Regions from separate parts of the Mus musculus genome. Here region 2 is linked to region 1. Evidence: chromatin contacts called from public promoter capture Hi-C data. All regions are on one chromosome and are shown on one strand. The core of a region is the stretch at or near the end of the contact, and the rest is flanking DNA. Distances in the headings are between cores, read along the strand shown.

What was found. Promoter capture Hi-C pulls out the DNA fragments that hold promoters and counts their contacts.
Region 2: a contact with region 1 is called in a promoter capture Hi-C map of embryonic stem cells. The contact joins the promoter of Phpt1 here to the promoter of Ssna1 in region 1. A contact is called at or near these places in 7 of 39 promoter capture datasets (the HPC-7 cell line, embryonic stem cells, hippocampal neurons and 3 more), 3 of 484 Hi-C or Micro-C datasets (CD4 T cells and embryonic stem cells), 4 of 115 datasets of contacts at active chromatin or transcription factors (craniofacial prominence, embryonic stem cells and regulatory T cells) and 3 of 9 other capture datasets (adipose tissue, liver and pancreatic islet).

What each region holds. Positions count from the first base shown.
Region 1 is chr2:25,269,006-25,274,908 of GRCm38.p6, forward strand. It overlaps Ssna1 (SS nuclear autoantigen 1), which reads right to left and starts at 3,413. Exons shown (of 3, transcript NM_023464.2): 1 at 3,293-3,413; 2 at 2,924-3,123; 3 at 2,034-2,576. The coding sequence starts at 3,344. The coding sequence ends at 2,469. It overlaps Anapc2 (anaphase promoting complex subunit 2), which reads left to right and starts at 3,461. Exons shown (of 13, transcript NM_175300.4): 1 at 3,461-3,672; 2 at 3,910-4,532; 3 at 4,795-4,927; 4 at 5,661-5,835. The coding sequence starts at 3,511. Tprn (taperin) reads left to right here. Exons shown (of 4, transcript NM_175286.4): 2 at 1-40; 3 at 128-234; 4 at 351-881. The coding sequence ends at 413.
Region 2 is chr2:25,570,048-25,576,140 of GRCm38.p6, forward strand. Phpt1 (phosphohistidine phosphatase 1) reads right to left here and starts at 4,824. Exons shown (of 3, transcript NM_029293.2): 1 at 4,636-4,824; 2 at 4,141-4,265; 3 at 3,384-3,652. The coding sequence starts at 4,792. The coding sequence ends at 3,560. Ajm1 (apical junction component 1) reads right to left here. Exons shown (of 1, transcript NM_001005424.2): 1 at 5,369-6,093. It overlaps Mamdc4 (MAM domain containing 4), which reads right to left and starts at 1,269. Exons shown (of 29, transcript NM_001081199.1): 1 at 1,125-1,269; 2 at 110-232; 3 at 1-33. The coding sequence starts at 1,170.

The DNA of each region.
Region 1 (5,903 bases), core at 2,163-4,662:
GCCACATTTGTAAGCAGTGTGGGACCTGAGAGCAGCTCAGGTAATCGCAGCCGTTGGACTGGGCAGCCTGGGAGTGGGATGTGGACCACACTTGCAGGTATCCATGCCTGTTGTCTTCCGTTCACAGGTCTGTCCAGCTACACTCCAAAGCATTCCATGGCCTTCAGCAAGTGGCAGGAACAGACACTGGTGCAGACTCCAACTGATGTGGAGCTCCCACCGAAGGAGGTCATGGTAAGCCAGGTGGAGGGTGCTGGGTGAACACCCAGATCACCAAAGGAGGCTGACTGGCTTGGGGAATGGTTGAAGCCTGGATAAGCCTTAGTGGTATATTCTATTCTTTCTCTCAGCTCACACCTGCCAGTCAGAACGACCTCTCGGACTTCCGCAGCGAGCCAGCCCTCTATTTCTGACCCCTGCAACTGTCAGGATGGCCAAGACTTAGCCCCAGGTGTGGTGGTCCTGGAAGCCAGTCAATACCCAGGAGCCCTGACTGTATTCTGTGCCCCTCTACCTGGCTCTCCCTGCCTTCTCTCTCTGTTACCTCCTTTTGCCTTTAGGGCCAGATCTGAATCTCACACCAAGGATGAACAGGTGGGAACTGCCTGTGGGACAGGCTGACATCTGTCCATACTGTCTCATCTGTGATGAGGTGGAGGCCTGAGCAGATCTTGTCCCAGAGTGCTGTCGGAAATTTCAGCTCCTACCTTTTGAGGAGTGGCCACTGCGAGGAGTGAGAGGCTACCCTAGTTATTTGTTCTTTGCCGAAATCCAAGCTCCTGCCCTCAGCGAACTCAGCTACTTTTCATGAAAGATGGCAGGGTGTTTTTTCTTTTTTTTCTCCCCTGATATTGGATTCAATAAACAGCACTGTAACAAGGCTGCTTTTGCCTTCTTTACACAGCTCTCAGTCTGAGAACAAGGTCCTAACTTGGCACCTGTGTGCAAAAAAAGCAAAAGGGCCCCAGCCTGGTACTGTCACACTTTGAGCTTGCTGGTCTGGCTCTGGCTTTTGTTCTCTTCCCACTGCAAGTCTACTACTCTCTCTCCCAGAGCTAGTACTGTGGGAAGTGGACCTAACCTCTGGGCTCTGCAACTCCCATGACTCAGGGGTCTAGATGCCAGAAGGGAGGAAGGTTAGTGTTATAATTGACAGGATTCAGCACAGGGCTAGGAGCCTAGTAAAGTAGCTAGTCGTGTATCACACAGGAATGGGGCTAAATGGAACTTTGGAGATCTTTTCTCATGTTTGATTTGGATACCTCCCGATGTATAAGCCTGTAACAAGGCTATAGCAACAGAGATTCCCAAAAGGCTAGGGGAATGCAGAGCTGCCTGCTTGGAAACTGTTCGCAGAGGCCTTGGCAGCCAGTGTAGGCCATCTGCAGGCACCGAATGTGTCTTCTTTTCCTGTCACTGCTTGACTAGAGCTAAGGAGAATGTTGAAGTAGGTTTCTCTCAGAGAGTAAAAGCCCAGCTTTATAGGTACTTTTTTTGTTGTTTAAGAAAGGGTTTCATACTATGTCCCAGTCTGGTTTACAGTTTACTATGCAGACATGAATGGCCTTGATTTTAAGGCGATCCTTCTTCCTCAACGAAGGATGACAGGTGTAAACTACCACAGCTGTTTTCTGGATCTTTTTGGTCACCAAATACTTCCAAACTTTCCCCAGAAGCTGTGACAAAGGGCTGGGTCATAGGGCACATGGAAATAGTAAGTAAGCAACACATGTGGTTGGAAGATGGGTCCTAACAGCAGCAGCAGCAGATTGGACCAAACAGAACTTACTGTCCCTGTCTCTATCTCTGAGCCAGGTTCTGTATTGAGCACCATCGTAGAGCAAAGCCCCTCACAGAAAAGTGGTTTGTGTTCTGGACTTGGGGAAAACACCAGCACCTTTGCAAAGAGAGTTAAGGGCTAGGGCTGACCTGTGTGAGGTGAGTACTTTCAGCATTTTGTGTTTTGAAGATAAGAAAGGGAAAAACTGCAGGTCTTCTTACCAACAGGATATATGGTAGCTAGCAGACACAGATCTTGCAAAACAACCTTTATTGAAACACCAGAGGCCATGGGGATGGGCCCTAAGGTTTTGGTTCTGGAGTCAAGATTCTTTCTTCAACATGTCTGGCCTGGGGCCCTAGTGGCTGGGGAGACAAAGTGAGGGGCTCCCACAGTACTCAGACCAGGACCAGGACATTCCTGGTAGCCCAAAGGGATTCAGGAGCTTCAGAGAGAGGCCCCTCATGGAGCTGCTCAGGGTCCCCACAGCACATGTGAGTACGGAGCTGGGAACACCTCTTCCATTGGACTGTCCTAGGGCTTTTCTTGTCTAGGCAGGTGGAGGTCAGAAATTGCCCCTCTGGGCACCAGAGATAAAAGACATCTGAGGCCACGAAGAACAAAGATGCTTTAGGACAGACATGTTGAGGACTAAGCAGCCATAGGCCACGGCTGAAACAGGCACTCGTCAGCTGTCCTTGCCTCCACTACTCTTCTGGTCTGAAGCTGTGGCTTTAGTCAGGTTCCCAGCTTCTCTTTTGAGTACACTAAGCAGAGTCTGAGAGCTCTCCAGGATCTGGGGCCAGAGAAATAAAAGGATGTTATTTCTCTGGTAGGAAGGTCCCATTGCCTCAGGCTCTAATAATGGAGGATGGAAATCTCAATTTGGTCATCTGTGCTGTAGCCAACTGGTTATGGAGTAAAACCATCCTCCCTTCTGCACCTGTCCCAGAGCTCTTCCACCCTGCAAAGCCAGGCTGGGTTAATTCAGGCCCACACCGTGTACTCTGTCCAATACACCAATGCTCACTTTTGGAACCCACAGACAGCCCACTGTTCCACCTACAGCCTCTGAACCACAATGGGCCCTACCTAGCCTCAGATGGTAGTAAGGCACTCACAACAGACATCTGAGAGCCCCACCTTGAGGTAGGCGGCCTCGGTTTCTGCGATGGTCCGGTCAAACTCGTTGCGAGAGGCGATCTTGCGCGCCAGGTTCTCGTTGACGCGGGCCAACTTCTCCGTGAGCTGCCTCACCTCATTCTGTAGCCGCTGCTTTTCGTCCTCCTCTTGCTGGATCTGCCGGCACAGCTCCTCTCGCTTCTGACACAACTCCTCGATGCCTAGGGTGGGTGGGAAGACAGAGCTGTGGGTGGGGACTCGTGAGCTTCCGACCCCAACCAGCAATGACAGAGGGGCAGGCCGCAGAGCGGGGCTCGTGAGGCATGTCCACGCAGCCTCCCGAGTGGGTCGGCCGGCCCCGGCCCGCGGCCTTCAGTGCCCGACGCTCACACTTGACCAACTCGTTGTTGTAGTTCTGCAGCGCCGCGCCCTGTTGGGTCATGGTCTGCACCGCGTCCGGAAGCCTCAACCGCCGCCTGCACAGCTAAGTCCGCACCTGCGCACTGCCCACAAAGCGCGCGGGCTGGTGAACGTCACGGCTGCGCCACAGGTCCGCGCTTGCGTCATCACCGTGCGCTCTACTGGGCGGGTCTGTTTTGTGGACAGTGATGGAGGCCGAGGGTGTGGCGGTGGCGGCGGCGGCGGCGGCGGCGGCGGCGGCGGCGACAATTATTGCCTCCGATGACTGCGACTCTAGGCCTGGACAGGAGCTCTTGGTTGCCTGGAATACTGTGAGCACCGGTCTGGTGCCGCCGGCCGCGCTGGGGCTGGTGAGGCCGGGGAAAGGTTGTCGGGCCTGTGCAGATTTCCCGCGACTTTGCATACTTTAGGGGGTCCACCCTTGGGGCCTCACAGCTCCGTGGCCTGCCTGTAGTGGGCTTGCCTCCTTCCTCAGCTACCTGATTTGTTTGGTTCCCTGGCAGCTCTTCGGTTGCTGGGTTTTTCCATGCCCCTCCTCTCCCTTTACCCCTATTCCGCCCCTCTGCTCACGGTTTTCCGTGCTCCAGGCGTCTTCCCGGACCAGCGGTGCAGTCCCACCAAAGGAGGAAGAGCTTCGTGCAGCGGTGGAGGTTCTGAGGGGACACGGTCTGCACTCTGTCCTGGAGGAGTGGTTCGTGGAAGTGCTGCAGAACGACCTTCAAGGCAATATTGCCACGGAGTTCTGGAATGCCATCGCTCTGCGAGAAAACTCTGTCGATGAGCCCCAGTGCCTTGGGCTGCTCCTGGATGCGTTCGGTCTGCTGGAAAGCCGCTTGGATCCCTATCTGCATAGCCTAGAACTCCTAGAGAAATGGACTCGTCTGGGCTTGCTGATGGGCGCTGGAGCTCAGGGGCTTCGGGAGAAAGTTCACACTATGTTGCGGGGAGTCCTGTTTTTTTCCACCCCTAGGACATTCCAGGAGATGGTCCAGCGCCTCTATGGTCGTTTCTTGAGAGTCTATATGCAGAGCAAGAGAAAAGGAGAAGGGGGCACAGACCCGGAACTAGAGGGTGAGCTAGATAGCCGGTATGCCCGCCGCAGGTACTACCGACTTTTGCAGAGTCCTCTGTGCGCAGGATGTGGCAGTGACAAGCAGCAGTGCTGGTGCCGGCAGGCACTGGAGCAGTTCAACCAGCTGAGCCAGGTCCTGTGAGTACTGCTTCCTAACCATGCTGCGGTTTCTCTGCAAGCTTCATTAGTCCTGAATTCAAAAGACCTCTCAATAGAGCTTATAGACTAACTGGCGATGTCTTTTTTGCCCATACTTGTAACCAGGGATTATTGTTCATCACGTTTATACTGTCCTGGACATAGGCATAGGGTGTGTGTGCAGTATCTTTATGGGGAGAGCCCTCCTAGGTAAGGGACAGATGTGTGTTGTGGGTTCTCCATGAGCGGGGATCTTTTCTAGGCATAGGCTCAGTCTGCTGGAGCGGGTTTGTGCTGAGGCCGTGACAACCACCCTGCATCAGGTGACCCGGGAAAGGATGGAAGACCGCTGCCGAGGAGAGTATGAGCGCTCTTTTTTGCGTGAGTTTCACAAGGTGAGAATCACCTCTCTGGTCTGTTTCTTGTTAAAGGCAAAAGTGGAGTTGTGGTAGACCTGATACCAAACAGTAGGCAAGTTGACCAGGAGTGGTGATGGTTGAGGTTATCCTGGTGCTGTCTATAGAAGCCAGTCCTGGATCCTGATGACAAGAACAAATCTCGTATGTACTAAATAGGTCGTGCATTTAAAATAAAAATTTTAAATCCTGGACCAGAGGTAGCTACAACGAGTTTCCTCAGGTAGGTGTGGCAAGACAGGCCTACGAGACCCTTTTCTTTCCACTGCCTACAAGTTTCCATTGCCTACAGTTCCCTTCAGGATTAACCTGTAACCAGTGTACACTCTAGCATGGAGCTAGGGTGTCCCAGTGAATGCTTCTGGTTGCCCATACTGTTGAGGTATGGTTTGTATTGTGAAGAAGCTAGGTTCAGCCCCATGAAGCCATAGACCTTGTTTCTGCTTCACTCCGTACTTCCCATTCTTCAAGAGTCTATCTGCTGTGGATGCATATTAGCCATGATGGGGAGTGATTAAAGTGGGTGTCCCAGCAGTCTTGGCCTAGAGTCGTAAACTTGGAAACTCCTGGGCAGTAGAGTGTAGACTTGATACTTCTGGCCTCTACACACAGGTTGGGGCACCTCTAGGGTCCTGCCAAAGGTGTGTGGTTACTGAGTCAGAAGGGAGCTTTTAAATGTTATTACACCTCACACACTAATGATCTTTCACAGTGGATAGAGAGAGTGGTTGGTTGGCTTGGCAAAGTGTTCCTTCAGGACAACCCCACCAGACCAACTTCTCCAGAAGCTGGGAACACACTGCGTCGTTGGCGCTGCCACGTACAGAGATTCTTCTACCGTATCTATGCCACCCTACGCATCGAGGAGCTTTTCAGCATCATCCGAGGTTGGTCCTGCCTCTTAATTTTCAGGAGCTACCTTTCCCAGTGATTGCCTTTGCTTTCCCTTCTGCTG
Region 2 (6,093 bases), core at 3,574-6,073, 300 kb after region 1:
AGGTGCTTGGGATAGTTGAGGCTCCATGGAAACCTATGAGAGTGGGTTAGGGGTCATGGGTCTGCCTTTTATACTACCACTCCCTGACACGCCCACCGGCCCAGCTCACCACACTGAGTTTCGTCTGAACAGTCTCCACAGTCACACACAAAGTTGCATACAGCTTTGATGGGGCTTCTGCAGTGGTTGGGGAGCCAGGTCTTGCCTAGCGACTGTGCAGCTGGCAGGGTAACTGTGGGGCCAGGTAAGCAGAGGGCAAGGTGATTACCTATTTGTGTACATATATGTGTAGTGCAACAGGCGTTAAGGTCAGAGGACAGCTGAGGTGGGAATCTTTTATTTCCTTCCACCATGTGGAACCTAGGGACTGAATAAATGCCATCACGCTTTGCAACAAATGCCTTTACCTTTTGAGCCATCTTGCCAGCCCTGATTGGCTATTTTGAACAGTATGAATTCTACATCCAGAGAAACCTCAGACCTGAACAGGCCAGGATACTTGTCAACTGACTTTGGAGTTCAGCCCTATAAGGTTATATAGAGAGGAACCTGACATATACCAAGAACCGCCACAGGGGATCTACACTGAAAGTCAACAGAATGCCTTCCCACCTCCCTAGCCCCTGCATGCCAGGGACAGGAAAAAGGGTCGTAAGAAGGAGCCACATGACCAGGAACTAGAAGGTAACCAGTAGGGTCGTCCCCACCCCCCACCCCCCAAGCAGACACATAGAGCCAGGCACATGCCTTTAATCTCAGCACTTGGGAGGTAGAGGCAGGCAGTTCTCTAAGTTTGAGTCCAGCCTGGTCTACAGAGCTAGTTCCGGGACATCGAGGACTACACAGAGAAATCCTACCTTGGAAAATCAGAAAAGAAAAAGAAAAGGGGAAAAAAAGAAAAAAGGACGACACACTGATGGATAGATGACCAAGGGACTTGTACAAGTTCTACAATGGGAGCAGCAGGCAACGGCTCAGAGAGCCAGGGAGATGGTCACTTATGATATCCTGTGGCCTCTCCTCTAGGACAGGGAGATAAGATTTAGGTGGGCAATCTGCAGCCCTGTTGGCTTGTCCTGCATGTCCCCATCACACCAACTAGCATCAGGCAACGGTTTACTCACCCATAAACAGGACCCAGGTTGAAAGAAGGTGGCTAGGCAGGCACATGGCCAGGCTAGAGGAGGTCCCAGTTCAAGTGAGGCTGTGCAGTCTAGAGGAGACTTCTCAGTTATCAGTCCACCGTGGCCTCACAGGCTGACTTAGCTCTCACTGGGAAGGGCTCAGCTCCTTTATACTTGCAGCCCCTTGGCTGGGTCCCCATCCGATGATGACAGGCCAAGCATCTAGCTGTAAAAGTATTCCTAGAGGGGGCCTCTACTTGGCTCTTTCTGACCAAAGGTCGGCTCTTGGACATCCTGTGTGTCTACCCAGCCCTGCCTTACCCTTCCCACTGAAAGTTTCTATTGGAGCTTGGAAAGGCAGGGGACCCCACTCGCAAGGCTCTAAGATTCTCTTGGGGCCTACAGCCTACCCTGGTGCAGGTCAAGGACATCTGGGCAGTCTGCTCAGTGGCTACACATGGCCATCCAGCACATGGTCCAGAGCTTCCTCTGCTCTGTGCTTAGGGGGACCAGATCAGGACAAACCCAGTACCAGCAGCCTGCCGCTGTGGACCAGTACAAGTCCCATGTTGGGGTGTGGTGTCTTCTCTTTCACAGCACCTATAACTCAAGCTGTGCCACTCTGCCAACTGTTCTGATTGTGTGTGTGTGTGTGTGTGTGTGTGTGTGTGTGTGTGTGTGTGTACTGACACAGGGTCTCACTTAGACCAGGCTGGCCTGAACTTGCTACGTAGCTGGGAATAATTTCCTTCTGCTTCCACCTCCCAAGTGCTGGGATCATAGGTGCACTAGTTTATATGGTACTCTAGGTTGAACATGGGGATTTCCTGTTCCTGGTCAAGCTCTAACAGCCGAGCTCCATCTTTAGTCTCCTATTCATCTTTAAAAACTGCCCTGAGTGGCCAAGTGTGTGGTGCATACCTTTTATCCCAGCACTCAGGAGGCAGAGGCAGGGCAATTTCTGTGAGTCTGAGGCCAGCCTGGTTTATAAAGAGAGTTCAGGGACACAGAGAAACCCTGTCTCAAAGCAAAACAAAACAAAACAAAAAAAACGAACAAGGGGCTGGAGAGATGCCTCAGCAGTTAACAGCACTGACTGCTCTTCCAGAGGTCCTGAGTTCAAATCTCAGCAACCACATGGTGACTCACAGCTGTCTGTAATGGGATCTGATGTCTGTAGACAGCTACAGTGTACTCATATGCATTAAATAAACAAATCTTCAGAGAAACCCTGTCTCCAAAAAAAAAAAAAAAAAAAAAAGGAGGAATCTTTTAAAAAAATGAAGCAAAACAAAAACTGTTCTGAGATATCATGTGCTGTGTGGTTGGTGATTGGAAAAAGTCTTGATGAGCCCACAAACTCATTCTCCCATGAAAAGGCCCACAGCTGAGGCAAGAGGAATGTCAGAGTTATGAAGATCTTGTCACATGGAACTAGAATCTGCCTATGACTGACTGACTGAGACCTTGGGGCTTGTCTCGCCTTAGGTCAGCCCCCTAGCCTATACAGGGTATCTCAGCTGCCCCCTAGCCTATACAGGGTATCTCAGCTGCCCCCTAGCCTATACAGGGTATCTCAGCTGCCTCCTAGCCTATACAGGGTATCTCTCTCAGTAGTGTCTGTGTGCCGTCTACAGAGCTGACGAAGGCTGGCTCAAGTCTGGTGAGGGAGGCCCCAGCCCTGGCTCTCCCTAGGACTCACTATAATGGCACAAGGTGTGTGAGACTTTTTAGAGCAGGGGTTAAGCTGGTGCCTACCCACTGTCCTGTATGGTGAAGTGGGGTTAGTGCAGAGAATTAGAGTGTAAATGGTCCTGGGACTAAGATCCATCTAAGTTAAAGTCCCAAGTGAAGGAGACACAAGCATGACTGTTCCTGCGATCACTCAGGGATATCAGGCTTGGCCTGAGAACAGATGAAAAATGTAGCCTGCCAGCTGGCGGGACAATGGCTGCCAGGACCCTTTCCTGGTGGGACTCCTGGATGAACTACAGGAAGGGGGCACTTGTGGGCACCCCAGGCCTTAGGTGGCCAGGAACTGACTTCTTGTGCAAGGCCTGTGGGGCCCCCTCCCAGATGTCCTTGGGGATAGCAGCTTCATGGAGGAACAATCAAGCCATAAATGGCTGCAATGCAGGGGCCCCCTTATCTGCACCTAGGGGGCTGAGTGTGCACCAGTAGTTCCCAGGGCCCCTGAAGCTGAGCAGGTCTGTCCGGTGCAATCCAAAGGTAAAGAAGGCAAGACACAAGTCAGGGACTAGTAGGCATATCAATGCTTTTAATTCCTATGGACCAGATTGGTCTGGCCTCTAAGGCCTGGCAGGTGCTATGCTGCCTAAGGTACAAAAGGAAAGCACAGGGCCAGCCCCTCAAAACAGAACACAGCAAGAGCAGAGACCTGACTTAGTCCGGGGGGTGGGGGGTGGGGCAGAGCTTCAGTAGCCATCGTCAGCCCAGGTGACCTCATAGTCAGGATACTTGGCTTTGATCTTCTCAGTTGAAACAGAGTGCTGGGCACGACCGTAACCCTAGAGAAAGGATGACCGCCAGTTTGCTAGTTTTTTGCTTTGGGAGCCCACCCAGAAGCCGCAGCAATAGCAGCCCTGGGGAAAGTTAGCAGATCCTACCATCCTAATCATACTGGGATCATGATGAGGACTGAAGAGCTCTTCAGGTGATGCCTGAGGGTCTAAGGTGGACTTTATGAAAAAGGATCAACATAGAACTGTGAATTTGACCCCAGTACTGGTGGCTCCAAGGGCCCCTAGAGAGTCAGGACACAGACCCATCAGGATCTGGAGCAAGTCGGGGATGTAGCCCAAGGTGTCATTTGGAAAACGTGGGGAAAGGAAAACCCATTCAGCCCTTAAGTAAGGGTTCTGTAGCTCCAACTTTCAGAGTCCCAAAGGTGGCCTGAATGGTGGTGTGAGGGGTGGGGTGGGGTGGGGTGGGGGTGGGGTCAGGCTCACAAAGGTGAGCTTTGCAGTCTGGCTGAGACCTGGGGACTGGAGCTCACCATAGAGTAGCCATACACGTGTATCTTCCTGTCCTGGCTCTGATGGGAGATGCGCCCGCCGCCTAGGCACTCACAGTCATAGCCATTCCTTTGCAGCTCGCCTGACACTTTGTCATAGATGTCCGCTGGGGTGGGGAGAGTGGCCTCAGGATATGCCCTAGCCGCCCTTGTTGGCCCCACACTGAACTCTAGGGCTGGATATGGGGTCAGAAGCTCCAGCTCTTGGTGGTCTTTTTCCCAGAGAAGATGAGCCCTTCCCCCGCTGGCAAAAAGATGAACGGGAGGAAGAAGACACTTTCGAAGTGAGAGACGGGATTAAGAAGATCCCAGTCATGGCACTCCTTTCTGCCCAAATCCCGACGTTTCTAGGTCAGCCTAGCTATGTGTTAGTACAAGTCATGATATATTAGCAGTCACTACTCCGCTACCAGCAACTGTAAGGCCCCGCCCCTAACCTTCGTCCCGCCTCCAAGGGCACAGAGGCCCCGCCCTCACCGTGGTACTCAGCCCATTTGTAGCCACGCACGATTTCCTTGCACTCCTTCGCCGGATCCCCAGAAGGCTCTGCTAAGTGGACTCGAATCAGCACATACTTGAAGACGCCATCCGAATCAATGTCTACATCAGGAATCTGACCGAGGTCCGCCGCCATGTTCCCCGAAGCGCTCGATCTCTGGGCCCCACAGCCCCTTACCAAACCCGACCCAGGCCTATGCGTAGGGAGGCGGGCCCTTTGGCAGCCACGGCCAATCCCGTGAGGGAATGCTTACCTAGCCCAGAGCCTCAGCCAGTTGTACCTCCAATCTGAGGCACGGACTGGCCAATTGCAACCCAGTTCTTTGCAGCTTTGGGATCGGGCTCATGAGTCCCAGTTAAAGGAGCCGAGGCATAGGTTAACCCGTGGTGCTGTAAATCAACCCGCTGCAGGGCAGCAAAAGGATGCAAGGACGCACTCCGGTTCCACTCCTGGGTCCTAAGGCTTCAATCCGTAAACCATAAATCCGAAGTCCTCTCTTCCCCAACACCTGTAAACCGGAGGATCTCTCTCCGGTCTCTCCAAATTCAAGTACTCCCCTGCATACTCCACTTCACACCCTCGGGCCTCCCCTTCCACAATACTCCGGTTGCGGGTTGTTAAGCTCCTACTCCCGGAAGCTTTGACGCAATGCTCCCCCCCCCCCCCCCCCCCCCGGCCACGACGACGACCACCACCACCACCACTACCGAGTTATTAGCAGCAGCTACATTCAAGTTCTATTTTACTTGGTTCGAAAGCACTTGCCCTTCTCGTCAGAGGCGTTCTTGCCAGTCTGCCGCAGGAGGGACTGTGGAGCCCCTGGGGAGGGCGGCAGGCGGCGGGGCAGCAAGTGTTGCAAGAGCGGCATCCGGGCATGTGCTAAGACAGGGGCCAAGGAGAGAGAGCTGGAGTGTCCCGGGGACATCCAGTCGAGGGTAGCTGGCGCGTGTGCACACCCTCGTGCATAGGTGTGTGTCCCAGGTTCTTGCAATTGAACTTTCAGAGCTCCTAAGGGCTTGGGGCTTCTTCTTCTCCCAAGATTCTTGGAGAATCTGGTCGCAAGCCCTCTCTGGGTCACACCCTCCACAAAGTCCTGGGCTCAGATCCAGGTACGGGGTCAGGCAAGGGGCTTAGGGAAGCCTAGACCTCTCCACAACACGTCAGGCTTTGGCTTCTCTCTCAGCTTGGAGTGCAGCCAGGGCACTTTTGCACACAGGATTGGATTCGGGGCAGGCCTCGGCACCGACTCCTTAACCGTACCCACACTTGGTGGCTCACTACTAAGCACCTTTCCTAGTCCAGTTCCTAATTAGGGACAGCCCTGTTCCTTACTCATTCCCAAGTCATTCCGTGGTAGGAGCTGCTCTCAGTAGGGTTGTCTGCTAATTCGTCAGCACACGCTTCCCACCTCTCCATCTTCTCTGGAAGGCAGATTT